2 separate regions of the Lactuca sativa genome follow, and region 1 is linked to region 2. The links are chromatin contacts, called in public Hi-C maps. All regions are on one chromosome and are shown on one strand. The core of a region is the stretch at or near the end of the contact, and the rest is flanking DNA. Distances in the headings are between cores, read along the strand shown.

Evidence for each region. A called contact is a pair of places that touch in the nucleus more often than the background predicts.
Region 1: a Hi-C map of leaf shows a contact between it and region 2, with 7 times the contacts expected there. The contact joins the promoter of LOC111889802 here to the promoter of LOC111889724 in region 2. A contact is called at or near these places in 3 of 4 Hi-C or Micro-C datasets (leaf and seed).

The regions. Positions count from the first base shown.
Region 1 is chr9:188,010,253-188,016,808 of Lsat_Salinas_v11, reverse strand. LOC111889802 (zinc finger protein CONSTANS-LIKE 10) reads right to left here and starts at 3,538. Exons shown (of 6, transcript XM_023885953.3): 1 at 3,411-3,538; 2 at 3,157-3,327; 3 at 2,231-2,774; 4 at 1,957-2,157; 5 at 1,592-1,875; 6 at 919-1,501. The coding sequence starts at 2,731. The coding sequence ends at 1,372.
Region 2 is chr9:187,744,632-187,751,116 of Lsat_Salinas_v11, reverse strand. LOC111889724 reads right to left here and starts at 2,809. Exons shown (of 12, transcript XM_023885880.3): 1 at 2,237-2,809; 2 at 500-1,644; 3 at 296-376; 4 at 164-201; 5 at 1-85. The coding sequence starts at 2,585. It overlaps LOC111889764, which reads right to left and starts at 5,805. Exons shown (of 4, transcript XM_023885919.3): 1 at 5,647-5,805; 2 at 5,458-5,557; 3 at 4,790-5,161; 4 at 4,359-4,688. The coding sequence starts at 5,747. The coding sequence ends at 4,557.

The DNA.
Region 1 (6,556 bases), core at 2,289-4,788, 260 kb before region 2:
GCAAGTGTGGGATGGGCTAAAAACACGGTATTTGGGAGTGGATCGGGTAAGAACGGCTCGACTTGCAACCTTAAAAGGGAGCTTGAAAGTTTACGCATGAAAGAGGATGAAACGGTTGATGATTTTGTGACGAAATTATCCGGTTTAGCATCAAAAGTAAGGAGTCTTGGATATGATCTTGAAGAAGGTGATTTGGTAAAAAGGTTACTAAATTCGATGCCTAAGTCGTTTCTCCAAATCGTGGCTTCAATAGAGCAATGTTTCGAGTTGGATTCAATGTTATTCGATGAAGCGGTTGGTAGATTGAAGGCGTACGAGGAGCGTATAAGAGGAGCTGAGAAAGTGGAGGACACTCAAGGTGGGTTGTTGTTGGCTAGTGACGAAAAGTCACATGTTTGTAAGCATTGTGGCAATGGACGTTCAAATCGGGATGACTTTGGACATGGCCGGGGAAGAGGTCGGGGGTCCGGGAGAAGTCGAGATGGTAATGAACGTGTCCGGGATAAAAGTCATGTTAGATGTTACAAATGTGGTGAGCTTGGTCACTATAAAAACGAGTGTCCAAAATGGGAAAAGGAAGAAGCGGGTCTAATCGAAGAGGAACCAACATTGTTTTGAACGACGAGTGGCTCGTATGACAAAACCGATTAAGGGGGTGATTGTTGGGTTAATCGGTTATTTGAAAAGCAATAGGAAAGTTTCTTTTTATTAGTTTTGTTTCCTAGTGTTAGAATAAGAGTCGAAGTCTTTTTTTTGGTTTTAAAGGTTCATAAGGTATCTAATTAATGAGTATAAAAGTAGGCGTCATTTGTTTTAATACAATTACCAGTTCTTTTTTGTTTTAACTTTAAGAGCAAGTTTTCTTCCACTACATTCTTCTCCTGTTTCCGTGTTCCTTGCACCACAAAAGAAAACTAGTTTATTTTCTTACATTATCACCCCAAATTCTTTGCTTATGTCAATACATCGATAATCACATGTAATATTACAAGCATCTTCATCTCATCCCTCACAAATCACTTCATCTCATCCCTCACAAATCATGCCGATGATCACAACACGGTTTACTCCTTTTTGTTGGTAGATCATGTCAAAAATCAAGATCCCATCTTTCATGGCAAATCTTGATTTTTCCCTCGGTCTTCAATTGGTCCAACCAATCTTCTTCCCTTAAAAGACTTAGGCCCAGTTTGGCAAACTAGCTTATAAACTATACTTTATAAACTACAATAAACTACTTTTATTGTTTTACCAAACACTAAATTACAATAAGCTATCTTATTTTTTCCAAACATGGCCTTAGATATATGATCAAAAACGTGTTTATATATATATATATATGTGTGTAGATATATATATCGTCTCAAATTCTCAATAGCTTCTTGTTTGACTCATGGGATCATAATCATAGGCATCACCAGCTTTCACAAATCGCCCTTTCACGCGCTTTCTAACATCCGCTCTTGCCTTTCGTGTAGCATATCTCACTGTCTTCTCAAATCTAACAAAAAAAAAAACAAATATTAATCATTTAATCCATAAAAAAAAACTATTTCAAAAATATGTTCATGAAACTTGATCATTGACTCACTTTCGGGTTTTCTTTTTTTCCTTGTAACGAAGAACCGCATCGTTTCTGATACCTGAAGGGGTGGTGCTATCGTGAGCCATGGTGCACCAGGGTGGCTCATGCATGAGAAGCATAGATGAAGCCCCACAATCTTGATAATCACCTGCATTGCTTTCTCCAGTGAGGCTTGAAAATGAAATAGTGGAATGTGGTTTATAACAAACGTTTGGTTCTGTTTTGCAGCTTCTTAATGATTCAAATGAAGCTGCATTACTGCATGTGGGTCGAACATGAACATCGTCTCCCTTTAAGAAAAAAAAAATATAAGTATGAGAAATATTCATGATAAAGAATTTTTAAAGAAGAAATTACAAGTATATAATTACCTTTGTAGCATGTGAATTGTGAGACATGGATTCAGCGACTGATGTTTCTTTAGCTCCAAATAAGCTATCGATTCCATCTTTTGCGAATAGATGTTCTGGGTCGTTGTATCCATCGCCAAACAGTACTTCATATTTCTCGATGCTTAAATCAGTTTCATCCATGTTGAAATCATCATAGAATGCGTCTTTTGTAGATGAAATCTGCGATTTTGAATTCAAGTTACGATTTTGAATTCAAAAACTGTTGAAATTGAAAAAACCCAATTCGATTTACCTTGGATGTAGAACAAGGATCAGGATCGTTTTTGTAATTTGAGTTGATTCCTTTCTGCAAATCGTCTCGCTGAATTGAACAAGATAAAACTTGATTGGTTTTGTCGTCGGCGATGGACATTAACTCCATTTCCTGTTGACAAGTGGAGCCGAGAACAGATGGAGACTCTGACATGAACGACCAGATGGAAGCTAGTTCAACCGCCGATGGGCAGCCGGAGTAGCAATTTAACGTTTGCCGACAATGGCTACCGGAACCGGAATTAGAACCGGTGTGACCCTCCCAGTTACATTTTTGACAAAGCGATAGTTTTTCATCGACGCATCTAACGAATGCTGGTTCTGAATTGCATCTATCGCATATGAGTGTTCTTGAATGGCGTTTTGATAATGCGTTTGCGGAATGAATATTTCGATCACACGATAGACATAAGTAAGCTTCGTCTGATCGACAATACACCATCGATCTTGCCTCGCGACAGTAATCGCAATCGTATCCCATTTTTGGAAAATCTTTATCGGATTTAATGAACTGGTGAAGCAATCTGTGTCAAACAATTTAGAAACTGGATTAAGGATTTGGAATCTTTGTAACAATCTATCAACTAAAATGGTTTCTGAAGCGATTCGATTTAATATCTTTTTAACGAGTCCAGAAACAAGATTGAAGAGGGTTTTATGCATCTAGAATTCAAACAGTAATCTGAAGAAACAAGAAAACTCTGTTCATCAAAATAAAATCAGAGGAGATAACAAAAACCCAAAAAGACTCAAATTCACCCAAAAAAATTGGATTTTTTCGAAAGAAACAGATGGTTCGAATCAGTGACTCAAACCCAGAATCCATGGATTACGAATTAAAAGAAGAAATCCCAGAAAAAACCCATTTTGGTAGAGCAAAAACAAACAAAACCCAGAAAAGCTTACCAAGATTGTAAACCCAGAAAGCAAAGATCAAAGCAGATAGGTTCTGATGCCGACTTTGAAAACCCTAAAAGGTTAGGGATGAGAGGTTTCAAGAGTTTCTTTTCCTTGTTAATATCTCTTCGTTGTGTGTGAGGTAGGTGTTTGGAGTACTGTTGTTTTGCAAGAAGATATCTGACAACAGAAAACACCAAAATAAAATATCACGAAAAGAGCAAAAAGTGCAAGGAGAGAGAAAGAGAAAGAGAGGTCTGTACTCTGTAGTTTGGTTTGGAAGGTGGGACCTTGTCGCTTTCCTCACAATGAAAAGTTTGGCCCTTTTCTCATCTTCTCTTTATTTACTTTTGAGCCAAGTGTAGCCATGTCCTCTATATATCATAGCAACATCCTTAACTATTACAAAATACAAAAAATTTACTACTTTAGTATGAAGGAACTAACTAGGACATTATCATAGAACATCAAGACCAACCTTTAATACCCAACATTTGAACTAATAGGTACGACATAGAAAAGAACTTTGGAATGTTTATAATTATGCTTCAATTTAACTATGGGAGTATTCACATTTCATGATGAGTGTAGCACAATAGATATTCTTTCTACTTGAGAAGGATGGTGATAGAACATTCCTTGTAAAAGGACTGGAAATAGCATTGTACTAACATGATTAGGAAAATACCTCATAAAGGTGCCAAATACTCGGTTCATGCTCGTACAATAGCAAACATAAACCAACAAAAGGGTGTTATGTCATCATCTAAGACCATTACAATCACCGAGTAAAAGTATTCGATGAGTTATTCCCAAAATAAAGGTGTAACATCTTTAAGTGCTCGACCAACATTTTTAATCTCCGTGTATCATATATCGCTAAAGTATTAGCATGTGAGGCATAGTAAACAGTTCAAAGTTAGGCTTGAAGATTTGTGAGCAACATAAAGGTTAGAACATTGTTATATATACATGGATATAATCATTGTGACAAGATCGGTGTAATACAAAAATCATAAAGAAATACTTGTATATATCGCATTCATTCGAAGTTCATCAATTATTTTAATTCTAAATGTGTACACTCATAGCCTTACACAACATCACGAATACATCCGAACATCGAAGTGTAAAGACGTTTCACCCACTGATAACTAGTCTAATCATTACTCACAATGTAAATCTATAGAATGTCATTGCTAACTCATAACGTTTACTCATTATCATGGTGTTTGGTGTCACACCCCCGACCGACAACGAAAACGTCGGGTTGTGGGGCGTAGGGATGTTGGATCATAGATACAAAATCACATTAAATAGTACACAGATGCTATACAAACGTTACTTTTTATTCATTAAGTAATATAAGTTACATAGTTGTTCAAGGTACATATATGTTACGAAAGCAATGTAGAATAATAAAAGACATAGGTCTCCTGTTGAATCACTTGGATCTTACAAATCTCCTTTCGGACTCATTCTCCTGAGAATACATGTGATTTGAAAGGTCAACATAATGTTGGTGAGTTCACAGGTTTTGTATACTTTTAAAGGTTTTGTAAAGTTGTTATGTCAGCGTTGTGGTTTTCCTAAACTCACATGCTTGAGTTTTTATCACTACTTTCTTAGGTTTGTTTCCTAGTAGTAGTTTTTAGATAGACTAGTTAAACATTGTTACGATAAGTTCCCATAATCGAGTTACGACTAATTGTTGCCGTCCGCCCAGTATCTCGATGCTCCAACAGACGTCGTCTGTATTTAGAAAGTTATGCATGCATCGACTTCCATCAGGTTGTAGCTAGCAACCGCAATTAGAAGTGTCAACTCTGTGTGTGTCTATATATATATATATATATATATATATATATATATATATATATATATATATATATATATATATATATATATATCCCACTCACTTAAAATTAACGATTATATGTCTGGGGCTTTACAGCTAAAGTTCATTCAGCTAGAGGATGAATTGTGTCTCATTTAACACTTGTTTGTAGGTGTCTACCCTGGTCAATCGTGGTGTTGTTTGTTATTGTATTTTTACAATATACAATAAAGCGGGGCCGTGAACTCACCCTTGATATGTGAAACCGTTGATGTAGGGTAGAATTTGGAAGTCTGGAACTCGGGAGGCGCTCGAGAATCAGTGGCACGGAAATCGAGTGAGATTTTGAGGTGTGAGTAACTGAAATGTCGAAACCTGCTATTTATACCCGTTTTTTAGTGCACATTGCGCACTGCACGCCGCACAATTACAAGTGAGCCATAGGGAGTTGTCACGTGTCCTTTTCTATTTATGAAAAATAATAGTTTATAATATGTACCCCCCACCCATGGTAAAATGTTTGAAAACAATAAAGTGGAGTCGTGAATACACCATATATGTGAATCGTTGATGTACGGTAGAATTTGAAAGTCCATAACTTAGGAGGCGCTCGGGAATTAATAGCACAAAAATCGAGTGAGAGATATGTGTGTTTTGAGGTTTGAGGAACTGAAATGTCGGTACCTGCTATTTATAGTTGTTTTTCGGGTGCACAGCGCACACTTGTGCATGAGCCATAAGGAGCTGCTACTTGTCATCTTCTCTTCGTGCCACGACATCTGTATCCTGATAAATCCAGGTGTCGGGTGCGCATCGCACACTGCACCTGGGTGCACGTGAGCATGGAAATCAAACTTCCAAAATTCGTAACTCTCGCATACAAGCTCTGTTTTTAACGACTCTTGTATATCTGTGTAGGTCTCAACGTAAACTACAATTTTCCTTTCGGTCGTTTTGGCTAATTCCAACTTTCATTTTTAACCTATATTTTATAACTGTTATGATTTTATAAAAATCATAACTCTCACATATGATTTCCGCTTTAGATGTTCTTTGTCTCAAAATTCCTACTGAGTAGTACTATGTTTCTCTCTTTGGTGACTTCTGCAAAAGGTCGAGTGTTCTCCTTATAGTTTTTGACGTTGTAACTTTTTATGTGTGGTAGATTTTTATTACCATAAAAATCATATCTCTTCCAAACTAAGTTGGATTTTTATAAAGTTTATATTTTTAGAACCGTGGCAACACGTGTATTCTAAAAACAATAACTAACTCTCAAGGTGACACCATTTTGTGCGCTCTAAATTTTGATCCTAAATCCTTGACGTAATTAAAATATATTTGTTTATATATATCAATGGTTACATGGTTGTCATATTACATGTGGACAAAGTTGGAATTTAACGACGGTTACATCGAACCATACATAGTAAACTCATGTTAACACCCTTATTATATGATGAAACTCGTTTGAAATATACCTGTTTAAATTCGTATGTAACAAAACTCATGGTTTAGGATGTTAGTGCATGTGGATAACTATAACATATTGACGTCACTACCCGATTGTCA
Region 2 (6,485 bases), core at 1,560-4,059:
TAATTTCTCTTGTTTCACATGCATTAGCTGCAACTTTGCTTTCTCATGCAAAATTTTGCACAGTAGCAATCTTGTTTCCATTGCTCTGAAAATTCAATATTTTTAACTCAAGAAATAACTGAAATCTTATATATTATATGTATAATAAAAACAATGTAATTACCTTTTGTGTTGAATATTAGAAGAAGGATGTAGAATGGTCTGTATAAATCAAAGAATGATTTCAATTTTAGAAGGTAAAATAGTAAAATAAATAAATCAAGATAAAGATATAATAGCCTATAAGCATGTAAACCTGAGACTTAATTTCATTAGAAAGAAGCTCATATGTTTTTGACATCTGAAGCTTCTCCAGAATATCAAACAAACAATCAATCTGCAACAACAGAGCAATGTCAAGATATATTAAAGAAAGAAAACAAAAAAAAAAAAAAAAAAAAAAAAAAAAAGATAAACAGGAAAATAATAATAATGATAATAATAATAATAATAATAATACCGCATGCAAATTCATCTTATCAACTGAAGGTGAAAGAAGTTTTGTTTCTGTTAAGAATCTTGAACTCCACTTGATTCTAGCAATTTTCTCAGTCATCATATCTTCTGGTTTTCTTTTTCTAGACTCTACATTTTTCACAGGCAAAGGGGCAATGCTGTCATTTTGCAACACACTGTACGTGTCCACAGTCTTACTCCCAATAATGTTGTTAAAATTGGGTTGAGGAGATTTGTTGTTTTTGTTCAAAGTAATCAAGGGATTCATCTTGGAAATGCCAAGTAAAGATTTGGAATTTGAATTTTCAAGTTTAGCATTCAAAGCAGCAGAAAAGGGAAAGGCCTCTAGGATTCTTAGTTTAGAAATGCTTTTCTCCAAGGATGAAATACTTCCACCATGTTTTTGGGTTAGAAGAAAACTCGGTTGATTAAAAGGAGTCAAAGTTCCTGGAGATTTATATAGGTTATCATCATTTAAAAGCATGTGATCTTGCATATCAATGAAATGTGTTATTGATCCTGTTAAAGGAGATTTGTTTTCCTTTTCCATGATATCATCTGCTTGAAAAACCATATTCTTGAAATTTGGAGAACTTTGAGTTTCAATCAAAGATTCCATGCTTGAGTTGATACCAAATGCATTCTTGGTCTTATCTTCCACATAACTAAAATCCATGATATCAGACTTGTTTTCCTTGTTTGCTAAAAACTGTTTTCCATCTTTAAGAGGTGACTTTAGCACAGAAATATGGGAGACCACATGCAAATCAATGTGTGCATCAGATGCAGGTGATATTGATAACTTCCCATAGTCATACTTATTGTGATATTCTCCAACAAGACTCATGTCATTTGATTGAGAATCAATGCTGAATTTAGAGGTAGAAACATCAGGTTGAAAATTTGGCTTCTTATTCAGTGTGAGTAGCATGGAACTTGTTGGGGTTTTCTCATCAAACGAAAGGTGATCAACATCACCCCCTGTGGATGTTTTCAAATCTGCTTCTGAGTCTGATCTAGCAATGCTATTGAAATGCATTGAAAATGATGTGGAGTCCATGGTTTGATCATGATTCCCATTTGATGTGGCAGAGTCTGACAAATCTCTTTTAATAAATTTTGCAGATACAGGACCAAAAAAATTATCTTCTGCAAGCAGAAATGTATTTGGACAAAAACAGTTAGCAGCATTCTGAATTTATGTGGACAAAACATCATACAACTGGGAAAGACTATGGTGACACAATGATATCAAGAACTGTAACCCTACATAGATTGTTTTATGTACAAAATAGTGAAATACTCTAATAAAAATTCAGAACATTCTATACAGTTGGTTATTTGGAGAAGCTGATATCACAAATTATATATGGTCTTGGACTAGCTAGCATTGTTGCAATTTGCAATCAACCCCAAATCTCAATCGTGCTTATGCACTACTAACTTATTAAGATGACCAATTTCCAACTTTGAGCTTAAAAAGATCATGCCAATTTTATTTCCTTTAGGAGGTTTAGATCTCCAGGCTTTCCCAATTTGTTAGTTAACAACTAATGCTCGTTAGAACGCATATTTAATATATCTCAAAAGAGAAGGCCGGGCAAGCAAGATATAGTAGTTTTATAAGAACATGCAGCAAAATATGAGCACAACATTGCATGAAATTAAGTAATTAACATATTGAGATGTGAGAATTCACGTGAATCAAGCGAAAAAAATGATTAGGATCAGGAATACTTGCCATCGTTGGAGGTAGCGGAACCAATAGCGCTTCCACCGGAGGACGGTGACCGAACCACCCGAAAAAACGGACTCCTTGGACCGAGTTCATCCGTATCATCATCTTCGTTGTCGTCTTCTTCGTTTCCGAAAAACTGCTTCAGCTTAGCATCTCGATCAGAAAACCCTAGGTCCTCGTAGGGGGAGCTAGGAGCATTAGCGTCCGGAGGTGTCTCTTCATCTCGATCAAATATGTGAACCGAGGTATTCTCCGCAAAGCTCACACGCCGAGACCTTTTCTTATGGAATGCCGTGGTTCCTTCCTCCGATTTCGTGTTAGAGTGCTCTTCGGCGGTCACCGGCGACGCCATTGTTTGTTTCAGTTGATAGATTACAGTAATTAACAACAATTCGATGAATTTGATTGATCTATAGAGCAGATCGAGGATAAGGTCCTACCAGTGTATCAATGGAGTGATGAATGAGAAACGCTTTTGTGCGGGAAAACTGCAGCGTTTCAAATGCGAAAAACTTTCCGAAGTGCTAGATCCACTCAACGCTAAAATAGTGAAATTACATCCACGCCCTTCATGTTCAATTAGAAATCCTATATTTTTCTAGGAGCACGACTCTATTCAAAATTTCAATTAAAGTCATCCCAAAGAACCAAAATATAGTTTTATAACTTTTAAATATATGTTATTATGATATTTTTTTATTTGTACAATTTGATATTTTATATTAAATAAATAACCATATTTAGTGACACTAGTTAAATACTTTTTCATATAATTGCTAGTCCTAACTTGATTCCAATAGATGATGACAAATTTTGCAATAAATGACACCATAAAATTTGTCAAACTTATAAGTATGTATAAAATGTCTCAATCACTAATAGATTGTGTTCACTAATACTCTCCTAATTTTCTTATTCTATTACCATTTTTAGACGAGGACAAGTGAAATAAAAAAATTTATTAATTTTTTTAACTATGACAAATATCAAAATCTTAAGTGTTTAGGAAGATGGTAGGAAAAAATAAATAAAAAGATATTTAGTTACTACTAATAGATTGTTTTGATAGATATATAAGATCATATTGCATTTTGGTAGAAAATACATAAAATCTTTTTGAGACCGGTTGATGAAAATTTGTTAGTCTAAGTTATCGTAGCTGATTTTTTTTGTTTATGATTGACCCACCCACGTTAGCAATGTTAGAGATCTTCTGGTTGTGTATGTATGTATACATACATACACACATACAAACACACCTACATGTAACCCCTACTAGATATATGAACCCAACTAAACATTATGACCACTTACATACATTCATGCATATATTGATATATACATGCACAAGGAAAATCTTATCTAGTATAGCCTTATAGTCTATGCAACATAAATGATTTTATCATGTGAGAGACTATGTTCTCCATATAAAAGGGGTGTTTGGGATTGTTTTTTAAATGACTTTTTAATTTTTGGTTTTTCCAAAACTCAAAAGTTTCAAAAAAATGTTAAGCCTTTTGAAGTTAACTTTTTGGCAAGAATGAATTTGTGATTTTTCAAAAGACAAGAAATCATGACTTTTATGACTTTTACCTTCTTAAAAGGTAAAATTACCTTCAAAAGTCAAGAAAACATTAGGCAAACACTTTTTAAAACTGACTTTTGACTTTTGTCTCCCTTAAAAGTTAAAGTCAAAGTGTTCTTTTATAAAAAGTTTCAGCTTAAAAGTAATCTCAAACCACCCCAAAGTTCTGTCAAATAAGAGCAACGTTGTTCGTGATCGTGGAAACAAAAAAAAAAAAATTCTTAGGAGACAGTTTTCTTTGTAAGGATAATCGAGTGTTGTTTTCACTTTTATATGATTAGAGTGGTTAAGAATCAAGCATGTTCTTGATTCTTCTTAGGCTTAACCCCGACATCATATCTTTTGTTGAAAGTTTGTTCTTATTATAATATAGAAATACTTGGCATATTATACATTGTTGTTTGAATGTGATTTCAATGCTTTTCATCCCACCCAAAAAAAGAAAAGATAAAACAAAGCGGAATATGACCAACTCCAGATCTCTCGCTTGTCCAAAAGACATAAATACCCTCATTCTCATCACCAAGACTTGGAAGCTCATTAAAAAATTAGCAAAATTCTGAACACCATTGCTTCTAGATTCCCAATTATGATGACAAATTGACAATAGTGCACATACAACAAAATGTAGCATATAACCATTGTTACTTTTCTAATGTCAATATGAAACAAAAACTACAAATGGAAATGCATAAAATGGACTACACATAACATCTCAGTGTGACAAGAAACCTGATTTCAACCGTATAAAGCACGCCATGGCTCTTTTTCATGTTCTTTTGACACCTTGTTTGGATTCCATGTTATGTTTTCTTTCACAAATTGCAAGGAGGAAACACTAGCCAAAGTTTCTCCTATTTTACAAATCACCTGTGAAAGAAAACAAAATGATCAAAAGGTAAACACGATGAGAAGGGTATTAACATCTTTTGCACACACAAGAAGATCAAAAGAAGATCAAGAATAGGTACCTCAAGGTCATTTGTTGTACTTTTATGTTGACCAATTTGCCCAATGAGAATGAATGCTGGTGTCTTCAAGACACGGACCAATTGAAGAACACAAGATAGCTGTTCATGGTGAATCTGCATCGATGAGGGTGCCTTTTCATGTCTGGTAGCTAGGGTTTGCATCATGTCAGTTTGTGGGCCGATTTGGATGCCATAAACAGATTCATCTGGCGAGTTTTTTCTTTCCAGCTTAATCTTTGACGAGTCTAGAATGAAGGGAAGGATCAATGAAGGCATGTTTGACTTGTCTTCTCCTGCTAATGATGACAATACTTCACTAATGGCACATGCCAATACAGGAGATTCGTACTTTTGCATAACCAAAATGGAAACCTGGTGAAAGGATGGAAGCCATAGGACATTGTTATCACAAGAAATGGTAATTCGTTTGAAAAATCAAACCACTCATAACAAAAATTATAACTATAATCAGTTCAAAATTCATCTCAATATTGTATTTCGCAGCAGTAATCACACAATAATTTAGGTAAACTGAAGAAGCGATTTGAAGCGAATGCTACTAGCATATCCAATTCTCGGAAGTTAACTAAGTTGTGTTAAGTTGCGCGGATTGCTTAAACCTAACACGAAGAATTGAAAAAACCTAGCAATCAAAGAGTGATACCTACTTGAGGAACTCTATTGCGATCAACGAAGTGAGTGATGTTTCCGGAAGCTCTGACGCCGGTGATTCCATATCGAGCTAGTGACAGATCGAAAGACTCTGTTCTGTAAAATCAAGTAACAAAAGACAACAGATTATAGGATGAACTGAGCGGAAAAATACCGAAACAGCGAAAAGGAGTTGTAGAACTAACGAAATTTGAAGAGGAGAGTTGGCGTTTGGTTGAAGGCCGCCGGTGATGGCGGTGGCGAGGGCTTTGTCGAAGATCAAGATTACTTGTGGAGCAGTCTTCATTGCTTTCTGTTTTGCCTATGGGTTTTGGTTGAACTTGAACTTGTTGATACCCGAACCAAGTAACCAGGTAGTGGTTCAAATGGTAGGTTTTAGGCCTTGGCCCAGCCCATTTCATTAAGAATAATTTAGAAACAGGTGCGAAAGAGTTTACCAATAAGACCAATTTGAATGAAACCTGTTAGAAAAAATGGACAATAAATTTATAAATAAAATTGATTTTGATATAGTAAATTTATTTATTTTTTTAATTTTGTGTTAATACTAGATTTGAGAGGTTTTTCATTATCGGTTTCCATCCATTATACTATCTTATATGCCTGAAAAACATTTTTTCTAAAAATTAAAAGTTGAAAAATATCGTTTTCAACAGTTAAACATTGTCGTTCCCTAATATTGGTTTCATTGCTTATACTATCTTGGTTTAGTTCCGATCAACCATGAAAATATCGTTAAAATGCAACATCAAAATCAAGTTCGAGAAACTACAGAAATGGCGAAAACAAATATATCTTTTTTCACACTAGTTTTTAAACTGACAGTGACCAATTCTTATAGGATTGGATATTCTTACACAAAACATCTTTGGATCTGATCCAGTTTGAACTTAATCTAGTTTTGATTTTGTTAATCCGATTTGAAACCATCCAAATTTCCAAAAAAAAAAATGATTTGTGCACCTCTACCGCCCATGGTTAATAGAAAATAAAAACTATTACAGGTTTTAGTTGTTAACCATGT